Linked DNA regions of Zea mays: all the other regions are linked to region 3. The links are chromatin contacts, called in public Hi-C maps. All regions are on one chromosome and are shown on one strand. The core of a region is the stretch at or near the end of the contact, and the rest is flanking DNA. Distances in the headings are between cores, read along the strand shown.

Region 1 (3,731 bases), core at 631-3,130, 220 kb before region 3:
TAGACTGGATGAGGAATATTGGAGGTCGAATCATCGAATTTTCTCTTGTTTGGAGTTGGACACGTACGTCCCAACAGTTAGGTTGTATTTAGTCGAATGTATAAGGAGGAATGGAAGAAAGTGGTCACAGTTTCTATAGTGTTTGGACGAGAATTACGTGGGGACGAAGTAAATACCGGAGTGATTTTTTGGTAGTGCCGTGATCAAAAAATTGAGAGAACGGTATCATCTCCGCCTGATCCTACTTTGATTTCAAACCAAACACTGACAATGGAACAAAGAAGTGGCGCAACGCGGATCCACTGTTCGACCACAGAAATACAATGGATTCGGTCGGGCCGGCCGCTGGGGATGATACAAAATGAAGTGAAGGTGCACGTGGGAAACGTGTGGCATTAATTAGACAACTTGCTAATGAGATGAAATGAACACAAAAATATAAGAAAACGTTCCTACTACTAGTCTACTACTACGTACTCCCTCCGGTTTCCTATTAGTTGTCGTTTTGGATAAGGTTTGAGTCAAACTTATAAAATTTTGACTACAAATAACTATTTTGTTATTTAGTTTTGGAACCTAATATTTATATGCGTCAATTTGTCATAAAAAGTACTTTTATAAAAATATAAATGTATTAAGAGTTCATTTGTATTTTAACAAAAAAACATTGATCAAAGTTATATTTTGGAGACCGTGTCGTTGTCCTAAACGACAACTAATAGGAAACCGGAGGGAGTATACGGTGGTATCCTTGTGCTTGGGTCAAACCTAATATACTAATCATCCATGCGCATAATTGTGGCTCTTACTTTGACGTCGACCCATTCGACGACCAACGATAATAATTACCAAAGGTTAGACCCCCATCCAATCCAACAAGAGCCCCCTGCCAAATAAAGCTACCTGATCGATGCAACTTTTAACGGACTTTTGTAAACTTACCCCAAAGGCCCAAAGGATCCCACTCCCACTGCATGACATAAAGGTCTTGCCACTTTTTTGGGCAGCCACCACAAAGCAGCAGCCGACAGTCGACTCGAGCTCTACTTGGCTAGCTCACCACATATAGCTGCCCCTGCCCACTAATCCATGCCCGAAGCCAGTCTTGACGAGATTTTTGTTTGAGTTTTATCTGTGTTTAAGAGGCTACTATACAAGTGTTTCTTTTATGCGACAGCCAAAAAAATTAAAAAGAAAAGAAAAGAGAGAAGGTTTTATGACATACAAAGAAATGAGCCCGCAAACTGAACGCATGCATGCCCTCGCACTGCACTGGCTAGTGTGGGATTCGTGCTTCGTGTCAAATAAGTTCACACCAGGAAATCCTAAAAAAATGGACCATGTGTTGTCTTAGCTCGAAGTATAAAAAACAGTGAACTAGTCTGGTTCTAAACCACGCCGTGTCTTTGTTGGGACTTGCTGGTCTAAGTCTGGTCTATATATTTGGCCACATAAAATCAAAATACTACAACCACATAAAGTTTATAGCTTACTAAATTAAATATATTAAACAATCCTAGCATCATTTGACCACATAAATTCTAAATATCACAACAATATAAAGTCGGTAGCTTACTAAATTAAAAAAACTAAACAACTTAGGCTTCATTAGGCTGTGCTGGTACAAGCCCGGCCCATCTAGTCCGTGCCGGGAGCCTGACAGGCCAAAATTTGAGACCCGGCCTAGACCCGTCTTCAGATAATGGTAGTCCGACCCATATTATTCCGCGTCGGTCCTTACTTTAGACTTCTGTATTTCGTACCATTCTAGTGGTGTAAAAAAAACAGGCCCATATTCTCACCACTAGCACTGCTAGTGCCAGGTCAGGTGCCCTTTGTGCCGTCGCGTCTACGTCTCCATCGGTCCCTCTCCTCCAGCCTCCAGCGATATATGGCCCAGATGCCCCCAAAAGCACTCTGCGTCCATCAGACACGCACAGCCATTGTGTGGCACCGGTGATGGCCAAAAGGTTAGAGAACAATGAGCAGCAAATGGCCATTCTGGTGCCGGGGACTCCTCGTGCCTGCATCGTTCGCGGCTCACAGGAATATGGGCAGCGGATCCGTATCGCTCTCGGTCTCGGGGATGGTTCCCGGAATATTTGGAAGATCAATGCAGATTAACTAACGTGTGTACGTATATTATTATTGAGCAAGCCAGTATTTATTTCCCTCCACAAATCTCTACTACTATATATTGTTCTCCGCCTCACCTTAACCACCTTGATCCCCCCACGATAGATCACGACGGGTCAACGTGGTTGGTACTCCGGCATCTGAACCGCGCAGATTCCTGATCGATCGATTGCAACGCTTACCTACGTCTACGCGTACTTTGATACCTCGTGTGATTTTGATGTGCACGTACGATCTCACACCAATAGTTTTAGGATCGAGTTGGTACCAACACCCCTTTACCCGATTTGATTGTTTATGTTCAGAGCTACCGAACGGCTGCAATATACTAATATGTACGGAGAGTTGCTACACTGCTTGCTTCTTGAGTTGTTGCCTTCTTTCTTCCCCTTCCTGCACGTCCATCCAGTCCAGATGTGACCGCCTATCTTCGCGCCCGGCAACGGGAGAACAATTTCGATGCCATCAGACGACCGGCCGGGACGACACTGTGGTTTCTTCCATGCATGCACGTACGCCATTAGTGGACCGAGTTTTTAATTGGTACAACTACTATCTAGCATCTAGCACACGGTGGATGTACAACGATGTAAAGCAGTCTGTTGTTGCAGATCCGGGCGCCAATCACTACAATGAGAATTATCGTCGGTGCCTTCTGTGGAGGTGCGGATGGTCCACGATCAGGGGCTGGACGGTCTATGACCTGACGTAGAGGCTACGGGTCCTGTCTGACGAGTCGAATGGTTCACGTTTGGTGTTCGAACGGTCCGCGCATGCGCATGAGCATGAGCGGCGGAGTTTGCTGACACGCCTGAATCTCGCTCATAGGAGGGACCCTGTCGGGGAGGAGGGTTTCTAGGGCGTGCCTTAGGATCGGCGGATCACTCAAGATGCCTCTAAATGATGGAGATGTGAAGTTTAGAGAGAGAAATCTAAATTATTGTCTACTCCTAGGGCAAAATGTAAATAACAGAAGGTAATTTGATTGATTCATCTATTGTTGGTCCTTCAACCGTACCTCTTCAAATATATAGGGGTCTAGATCCGTTCCTATACGTTCTCTAACAACTTCCTGCGAGATTAGAAGGATAAACACGTGAGAAAATAGAAATTTTAACGGCCTGATTCGATCTACTCGTGACTCTCTACGCCTACGGGTGGCCGGACCGTCCCACCACGCTCATTGTCACAAATGGTTCTCGATTCAGTTCCTCCACGGATTGTGATGTACCAACGTATATGCATTCTGGGTTGGGTTTGGTACACAGTTCACGGTTGGCAGTTGCAGAGATACCTACCTATCGGAGACATGGGAGTAAATGTTGGCCGAAAAGTTCGGCACTTTGGACCGAATCATGGCACGAGGCATGCTGCTTGCATGTGTGCTTCGAACACGATGTGGTCAGCGCTGATAAGAGCAACCATGACAACATTGACAGCCATTTTTTTTGTTTACAACTGTTCGCAGTGCCGGGAATCATGGGTGGTCATAGTTCGTTGAACTACTACGTGCATTTTGCTTTGAAACCAATCTGGAATATGTCTTCGGTAGATCGTGTAAATTAGGATATATGGAACTGTAGATGACATGACAC
Region 2 (3,647 bases), core at 927-3,426, 180 kb before region 3:
GTCCATAGGTGAAGAAGGCGCACACGACACACCGGTGTTGTAAAATGACATAATTGCACTCACTCAATTATGTAAACTTTCTATGTAACAACAAAGGACAAGTTTGTAATTGTATACGAATGTGTGTACATATTCGTCCATATAAAATTAAACAAGTGAACAGTGCTATTGTTGCAGGGGACTGGCCATTTATAACCCACACCTATAACATCTTTGCCTCTAGAGAGACTCAAAAGGTATAATAACGCCGTAGATTATTCTTAAATGTTTCTTCCCTCTGTTTTTATATCCCAAATTGTTTGATCATTGAGTTCGATTATCAATCGCCTAAAGCTTACTTATGCTCAAACAATGGCTTTTATGTGGTGTTATATTTTTTCCTTACATGAAATTGAATGGTTATGTATCAAATGCTTGCTTGACACGACATTCAAATATAATGAACTTAACACCACCCTTCTCCTCCAACACTTTTGAGAGGGGAGAAGGTTATAAGCAGTGGCGGAGCACTCATTATGTCGTACTATGGCGTCAAACATAGCTAAATTAGATATGTAGTGTAGTGGTTACTGTGTAACATGTGTGTGCCATAGATTCTAAGTTCAAAACTTCCCTAGTGCAGCATTTCTTTCACTTTTTTTTGTTCTCCACAGCCATACCTCATTTTTACCTTGCGCTCCGTTATAAGTTAAAACGAAATAACTATGTCATACTACTATTGTTATTTTCCAGAGGTACCCATTATGCACCCAACATTAAAAGTTATTTTGGAGATTGACCGGAGTTTAGTAACATATATTTCTATTTTTGTTTCATTACTATGACATTTGGTTGAGAAAAAAGAAAATTGTTCTCATTTTCAAAATTATTTCTTAATTATAAGATATTTTGTTTCTTCTAAATTCATAGCTTTAGTTATGCATATAGATATAGGTTATATATAGCTAGATATATAGTTATGTCTAGAAATGCTAAAATATATAATTTAGGGTGTAGGAAGTAGAAGTTAAAAGTAGATCTGGAAATGCTATGGCCAGAGAGAAACGCATGTCATTGCTCACATGAAATCACCTTGGATGTCCACGTTATTCTGTACCCCTCTGTCCATATTATCAGTAGTTTTAGATTTAAATTTTTTGTCCAAATTTAAATAAATGATGATGAATCTAGACACATATATAAAACAAATACATTAATTATTGTATGAATCAACTAAAAAAGTAAAACTAATTTTATTTTAGGACGAAAAGAGTACAATTTATTTTTGGGGTAATTGTGTACAACAGTTTATTCATAGTTTAACTAAAATACTGTTTTTTTTTACTTTTCTGCAGACTACTATTCGTGGAGTGAAATTTATACGAGTATGAGGATGATAGTTAGTAGGTGCTCACTTACGGATTAAGAGGAAAAATGGTTTGCACTACCGTTGAGGCGACAAGCTATAATAGTATTTTGGAAGCTGCCAATCATTTAGCGATACTCATTTAACTATGTTGTTGCTAGGACGCGCAAAACAGAGAATCCTATTAATTTTTTTGTCGAACCACACGAGTTTGCAGAGCTATCTGTAAAAAATCGATAAAAGTAGATAAGAGAAACATAACCGTTGATAATGCGACAGATTAGCTACTGGTTAAACAAAACTTTTGAAGTCATTATCGCAACACGTGTCGTCGGTCAGAATCATCCTGCCACACATGACAAAACACGAAAAACAAATGACCTCGATTAGAGGCTTCGGTTGCTTACTTTCTTGACCTTGGCCCTTGGCAACATTTTGAGTGGGTGAGGAACTGTGGATGGACCAGTTGGCACTTGCCAATTCGTTGCATTGATGAGTTATGACCGGAAGAAGTAGGCCGCCACCAACCGGTGACCAAAACCATTTCCTCCCGCGTAAAAACCAAAAACCAGCACTGCTCCCAAAGCCCTACTGTTATTACCATTTCTCCTTTCATTTCCTTCATTTATTTCTCTCACTAGGCTAGTAGTCAAACCCCCCCCTCCGCCTCCTACTCCTCCACTTGCCCCCCAGCCTGTCTCTCTCCGCAGCACAGAGGTCAAACCAAAAGGCGCACCCCGCCGCAACCCAGCCCAACCCACCGCCGCCAGCGCTCTGCAATGGCGGCTCCGCGCCCCCTTCAAAACCGGCTTTCTCCTCTCCCCCTCTCCATCCCCATCCTCCTCGCAATCTCCCTCTACTAGTGCTGCTGCTCTCATTCCTCCAACAATCCAAGGTTCGAGCTCATTCATTACACGAATCTGCGGCCGCGTGGGTGCCGGAGAGCGGCGAGCAATGGAGGGGGTGTGGAGGAAGGCCAAGAGGGCGCTGGGCGCCAGCCTCTGTGTGCGCCTCCCCGCCGTCGCCGGCGACCGCGAGGACGGCGCCAGCGAGCGCCGCGCCTCGGATGCGCTCTCCCTCGACTCTACAGCGGCGGCGCACGCATCGGCGCCCAACACGCCGGCCGCGCCGGGGACCGGCGCGCTGCGGAGGTCCAAGTCCGGAGGCAAGTCCTCCAAGGTGAGGCCCATTTTCTTCCCCCCTTCCCCGCGCTACTATATTCCGTCATTTCCGAGTTAAGGTTTGCGCTTGGTTCGCTGGCGACTTGGGGGAGCCTATATGTGGATGTCGGAGGTGTGCTGAGAGGCCGGCTTGCCTACCGCCTGGGGTTTTTTAGTTGGAGCTGGGTGCGGTTTGGAGCAATGTGGCTTCACCTCATCGCCTGTGAACCATTTGTCTCCAGATGCGGTGTTCTCCTGGTCGGCAAATTTTGGATGATTTGATGGGGCGGCTTGGTTTGGATGCTCCTGCTCGCCTCCAGCATTTATTGTATGCATCTGATTTTTTTAACGCCGTGCCTTTGTCTTAAGCTGCGCCTCCTAGCTTGGATTATCTGGCATTTGTTACTATGTCCTCGAGTCGAAATTATCTCGTACTGTTCCTGCGGGTTTGCTCGCGGGAGCATGGGTTCATGACAAAGACCCGGTTTAACTTTTCCCCATTTTTTTTTCCCACGAGAACACATCCAAAGTAGATGCATCATGCATCTTTGTAAGATGATGCCACTTTCTATTGTGAATATTCGGATCCATGCTACTTTCTTATATAACCTTGTTCTCTTCTGATGCACATAATCTCCTATTTCTTTCTCTTCTCTGATCTCAGTTCCAGAGATTTTTGGGATGTCGCAGTCAGTTTGCTAGTTTGCCTAGATATCCTTCGAGGCGCTTTGAGACGGGTCAATGCCGCTTGCTTTGTCCTGTGTGATATGCATAGCTTAACGTAAGCTTCTTTTTTTTCTACTGCCTCAACTTGCTCCTCCCCGAAAGGGAAACTTGGCTCCTTTGCTGACCACCAACCTGCCAACTTACCATTGTGTTCACGTGTATCATCTTCGACCCTTTACTAACCTTTATTTTTTTATATAGTTTTAAGTTCCAGCTTGGGTTGCTGTCCATTATTAATTGGAATAGCAATTACTAATAATTTTGCAATCGTCCGTTTTTTAAAGTACAGTCCTCTAAACAGTTGTCATGGCAAGTGCGTGAGTACTTTAATGGAAATCTAATTTTTTCGTGATATATAATCTTTGTGTGGTTCAGTTGAGGCATGGGTGCCTTTATTTGTAACTTCACCTTTTTTG
Region 3 (3,467 bases), core at 504-3,003:
ACATAAGGGAATCCTTATACAAACAATGAACGGTAATTATCATTTCTATTAATGTAATCATACGACAAAAATTGTACATTGATTTCACACTCATGAGCATCTCTAGCACTTCAATTCATCATAATGAATCTGCAGTGATAATACATTAATAATTCATCAAGGCTATTCTCAGTCTACAAATTTTGAGTCTACTGTTGTTAGGGTCAAGTTATCATGGACCTAGAATAACATGTCATCCCATCTCGTGTTTCCGCCTTGGATGACCCAAGGCCCCAAGGGACCAAGAGAAGGACGCCCAACCGCCTGACCCTTGGTCTCCATCTCGTCCGACCTCTGACTGAGGAGTCGCAGTACAAAACCACGACCGGTAAGTCCACCTCACCAGATCTAGGGGTCGGGGTTGCACCTATCCCCTCGAGATCAAAATTCACGAGGTTGTACTAATAACAAGTAGACTTTGGCACAACTATGTGGTTCAAATGATATCACGAGAGCTGGTACGCCAGCATATTGGCTCTAACACTAAGTCTCAATGAACATTCCAGAAAAGGTACGAACAGGCGTGCTCACCTGTACAAAATCTAACCATGGTTCAACCACTCCATATGTTGGAGGATGAACATGAACACGCTGCAAAACAGGACAAGGCACATCAGCATGGCATGCATGGCTATGCCATGGCTACTATAACGAGACAGGAGACAATGACAACCAAAGAGGTCCTTTGGCTAGCAAGTATGCTGGAGAACAACAAACAATGCGACAAGGCAGGGCATCCCCAGTTTGGTCCGACCCTAGATTTGTATATCATGGCCTCCCTTCTCCTTGGTCTATAAAAGAAATGAGAGACCAAGAATGGGTGGGCAACAAGCTAGCACAAATAGCCAACACCTGTAACTGCACTGAGCACTACACTTTGGCTCATATTTCATACCAGAGGGGAATGGAACCTAGATGTTCTACTCGGAAGCCTTGATCATTACGATAGAGCCCCTTTCGTAACATATTGCATGCTCACATAACCTCCATGCTTATATGAGTACAGTTGTTTGGTTCGCTGCTTTACTTGCAACGGTTTACCACGTTCAAGGGGTTAGACAGATTTGATCGGCCATAATTATGGTAAGATTTTTCTACTACTACATATATATACTTGTCAATGGCTGCTAAAAGTGTGGCATAAAATATGTGTCAATTTTTGGTCCTTAGATATACATCTAGATAGTCCCTAAATCCGGTGCATCCGTAAGGAGGCTCGGCGAGAGAATACGTTTCCAGCAACTATAGGATTCCCTTCAAGAACAGTCCAAACGAGGAAACATGTAATTATAAGGGGCAGTACCAAATATATAATTACTGCAAAAGTACTATATTCAGTCTCCGGCACAAAGTTGAGGCAACCGATTTCCTTATCCGCCCAAAACAAAGTTCCTTCTGTCCAGCCAGCTGCGAATTTGGAAGGGAGAAAAGGAACCTGCTACCGGATAGCTCATGTATCATCGTCTACTATGTAGCAGATGGCCCAATTCGAAGCTTGACCTGCTTTTGCAAGTGCGGTACTTGGAAACAAATAGATTTGACGAGCAGAACCTGAAGACGACGACGGGGTGGGAGGCGACGGTCTCCTTGGCCTTTCGGAGAGCTAGGTCGACCGGGGAGGACGCGATGATCTCCTTGGCCTTCTCGAGAGCCATGTGCTCCCTTGCAGAGGTGTCCAAGCGATAGATGGGCAGGGAAGACGAATTTGCGATTTACAGGGGAAAAGAGAACTGACGGTTTTGTGGGGAGCTGTCCGGTGGCCGTGCCGAAAGTAAGAAAGTCCAATTTATAAAGCGACCGGGGTAATGCCGCTTTTGTCGTGGGAACCAGAAGGCAACGGGATAATTTCGGCAGCCGAATTGACGAGCAGCCGTGCACGCAAGGAAAGAACTGAAGAGAAATCGTGGTTCATTTTTTCCTCCATCCGTTCCGTCGCAACTGCATAGACCATTCTAGATCCACGACTTTAGCCGACGCCAGTGGCAGATGCGAATTACGTCATGCGTGAACCCACTTACGCAGGGCACAAGCGTACGGCATTTTGTTGGTGAGGAACCTCTAAATTCCGCGAGTGTATATGATTTTAAACATGATTGATTCGTTACTAAAAAATTGGCAACGCCGTGAAATTCTCTGTTATTTGTTAGTGTAAGTAAAAGCTCATGGACCACTCATTGGACCGAAAGATATATATGCGGCCATCAAGGAAAGTTTGATCAGTGTCCAATAATTTATCAGAAGAATTGTGCAATTATAAATATATACTGTTCTCGAATTTTTATCGTTCAATAATATATTTTTTTAACTAAACAAACAGAGGGAGAACCAATTCATTTCATGAGTGGGGACCATCATGCATAATAGGTCTGCTCGGTTCGGTGTTTGGTCTGTGCAAATAATAGTAACAAAAAGCAATTTGCCGTTTTGCTAGCATCGAAGCTCCTCGGTGAAAAGTTTCAACAATCTGATATACAGCATGAAAAAAATACAAAGTGTCGTTCCTCGACGTCCAATCGCATCAAAAAACTCCGCGCCGGATAGCGAGAGGAACAATCGTTTATGCTTCCCATTTAGACGCTGCCCACAAACCATAAAGGCTAATACGCACAATGGAGTCAAGAGAAGCCTACTCACATAATAACAGGGCTCTGCAACTACTCACTGACTAAAATAAAAGAGCAAACTAAAAAAACCTAGCGCTGGATGACTACAAGAAGACAACTCAGTCCCTTAGATGTTCTTAGACCATGCGATCATCTCCGCAGGAGTCATTACAGGTCTGTAGGACTCATCACCGTTGCCAGCACGACCCACAAAACTTGCATTCTAGCCTACACAAAACAAAATCATAGTCTAGAGTGCCGAAGAATGGAGGCACGTAATCGAGGATTCGAAGCGGTTCTCGTTTGATGGTGATAATGTATGTAAGGATCGCGGCGTGCCCTGCGGCGCCAGCAAACTCCGAGGGCACAGGTTGAAAGCGAACTCAGGTTACAACAGGTGATTTTGCTTCAAGGGAACGAGTCCACTGGGAACCAAACGGTCAGAGACCGAAAATCCCAGCGACCAGATGACGAAGCCAACCGCAAGAGTGGACAACAACATCGACGCCAAACTATCAGATCAAAATCGAAAGAAACGAGCAGCGCAGCAATAAGAAATCCAATCTGGCGAGAAGGGGATGATAACAGAAAACAAAAGGAACGATGACGGCGGGGCGGCGGCGGCTTTGCTGGTTCTGAAGCCGAGGGGCCGGGGGAGCAATTTATAGCCGTCGTGAGTGAGTGACTGTTTGCCCAGCGGTTTGTTAGGTTAGCTTCTCAAACCCTAACGGGCTGAAATTTACGTTAATGGGCTCCGGAATTCGGCCCACGTAAATAGGCTCTGGGATTTCGGCCTGCTAAGCAAATTTGGTACTCCTAGCGACC

What was found. A called contact is a pair of places that touch in the nucleus more often than the background predicts.
Region 1: a contact with region 3 is called in a Hi-C map of leaf, with 7 times the contacts expected there. The contact joins the enhancer-like site here to the promoter of LOC100303864 in region 3. A contact is called at or near these places in 2 of 25 Hi-C or Micro-C datasets (endosperm and leaf).
Region 2: a Hi-C map of leaf shows a contact between it and region 3, with 4 times the contacts expected there. The contact joins the promoter of LOC100281657 here to the promoter of LOC100303864 in region 3. A contact is called at or near these places in 4 of 25 Hi-C or Micro-C datasets (ear, endosperm and leaf).

The regions. Positions count from the first base shown.
Region 1 is chr5:189,312,215-189,315,945 of Zm-B73-REFERENCE-NAM-5.0, reverse strand. No RefSeq gene overlaps it. Among protein-coding and RNA genes, the nearest start is that of LOC111589351, 11 kb to the left of the region's middle. Within about 2 kb of position 1,880, at least 17 of the 20 cell types and tissues checked have an H3K27ac peak or open chromatin away from gene starts, as enhancers often do. A contact at or near this core is called in endosperm and leaf, where this site is marked.
Region 2 is chr5:189,271,009-189,274,655 of Zm-B73-REFERENCE-NAM-5.0, reverse strand. It overlaps LOC100281657 (protein binding protein), which reads left to right and starts at 2,176. Exons shown (of 2, transcript NM_001154576.1): 1 at 2,176-2,524. The coding sequence starts at 2,300.
Region 3 is chr5:189,088,223-189,091,689 of Zm-B73-REFERENCE-NAM-5.0, reverse strand. LOC100303864 (Grx_C2.1 - glutaredoxin subgroup I) reads right to left here and starts at 1,753. Exons shown (of 4, transcript NM_001165476.2): 1 at 1,591-1,753. The coding sequence starts at 1,694. LOC111589368 (small nucleolar RNA SNORD25) reads right to left here and starts at 2,841; the gene lies at 2,756-2,841. It overlaps LOC111589475 (small nucleolar RNA snoR136), which reads right to left and starts at 2,668; the gene lies at 2,530-2,668.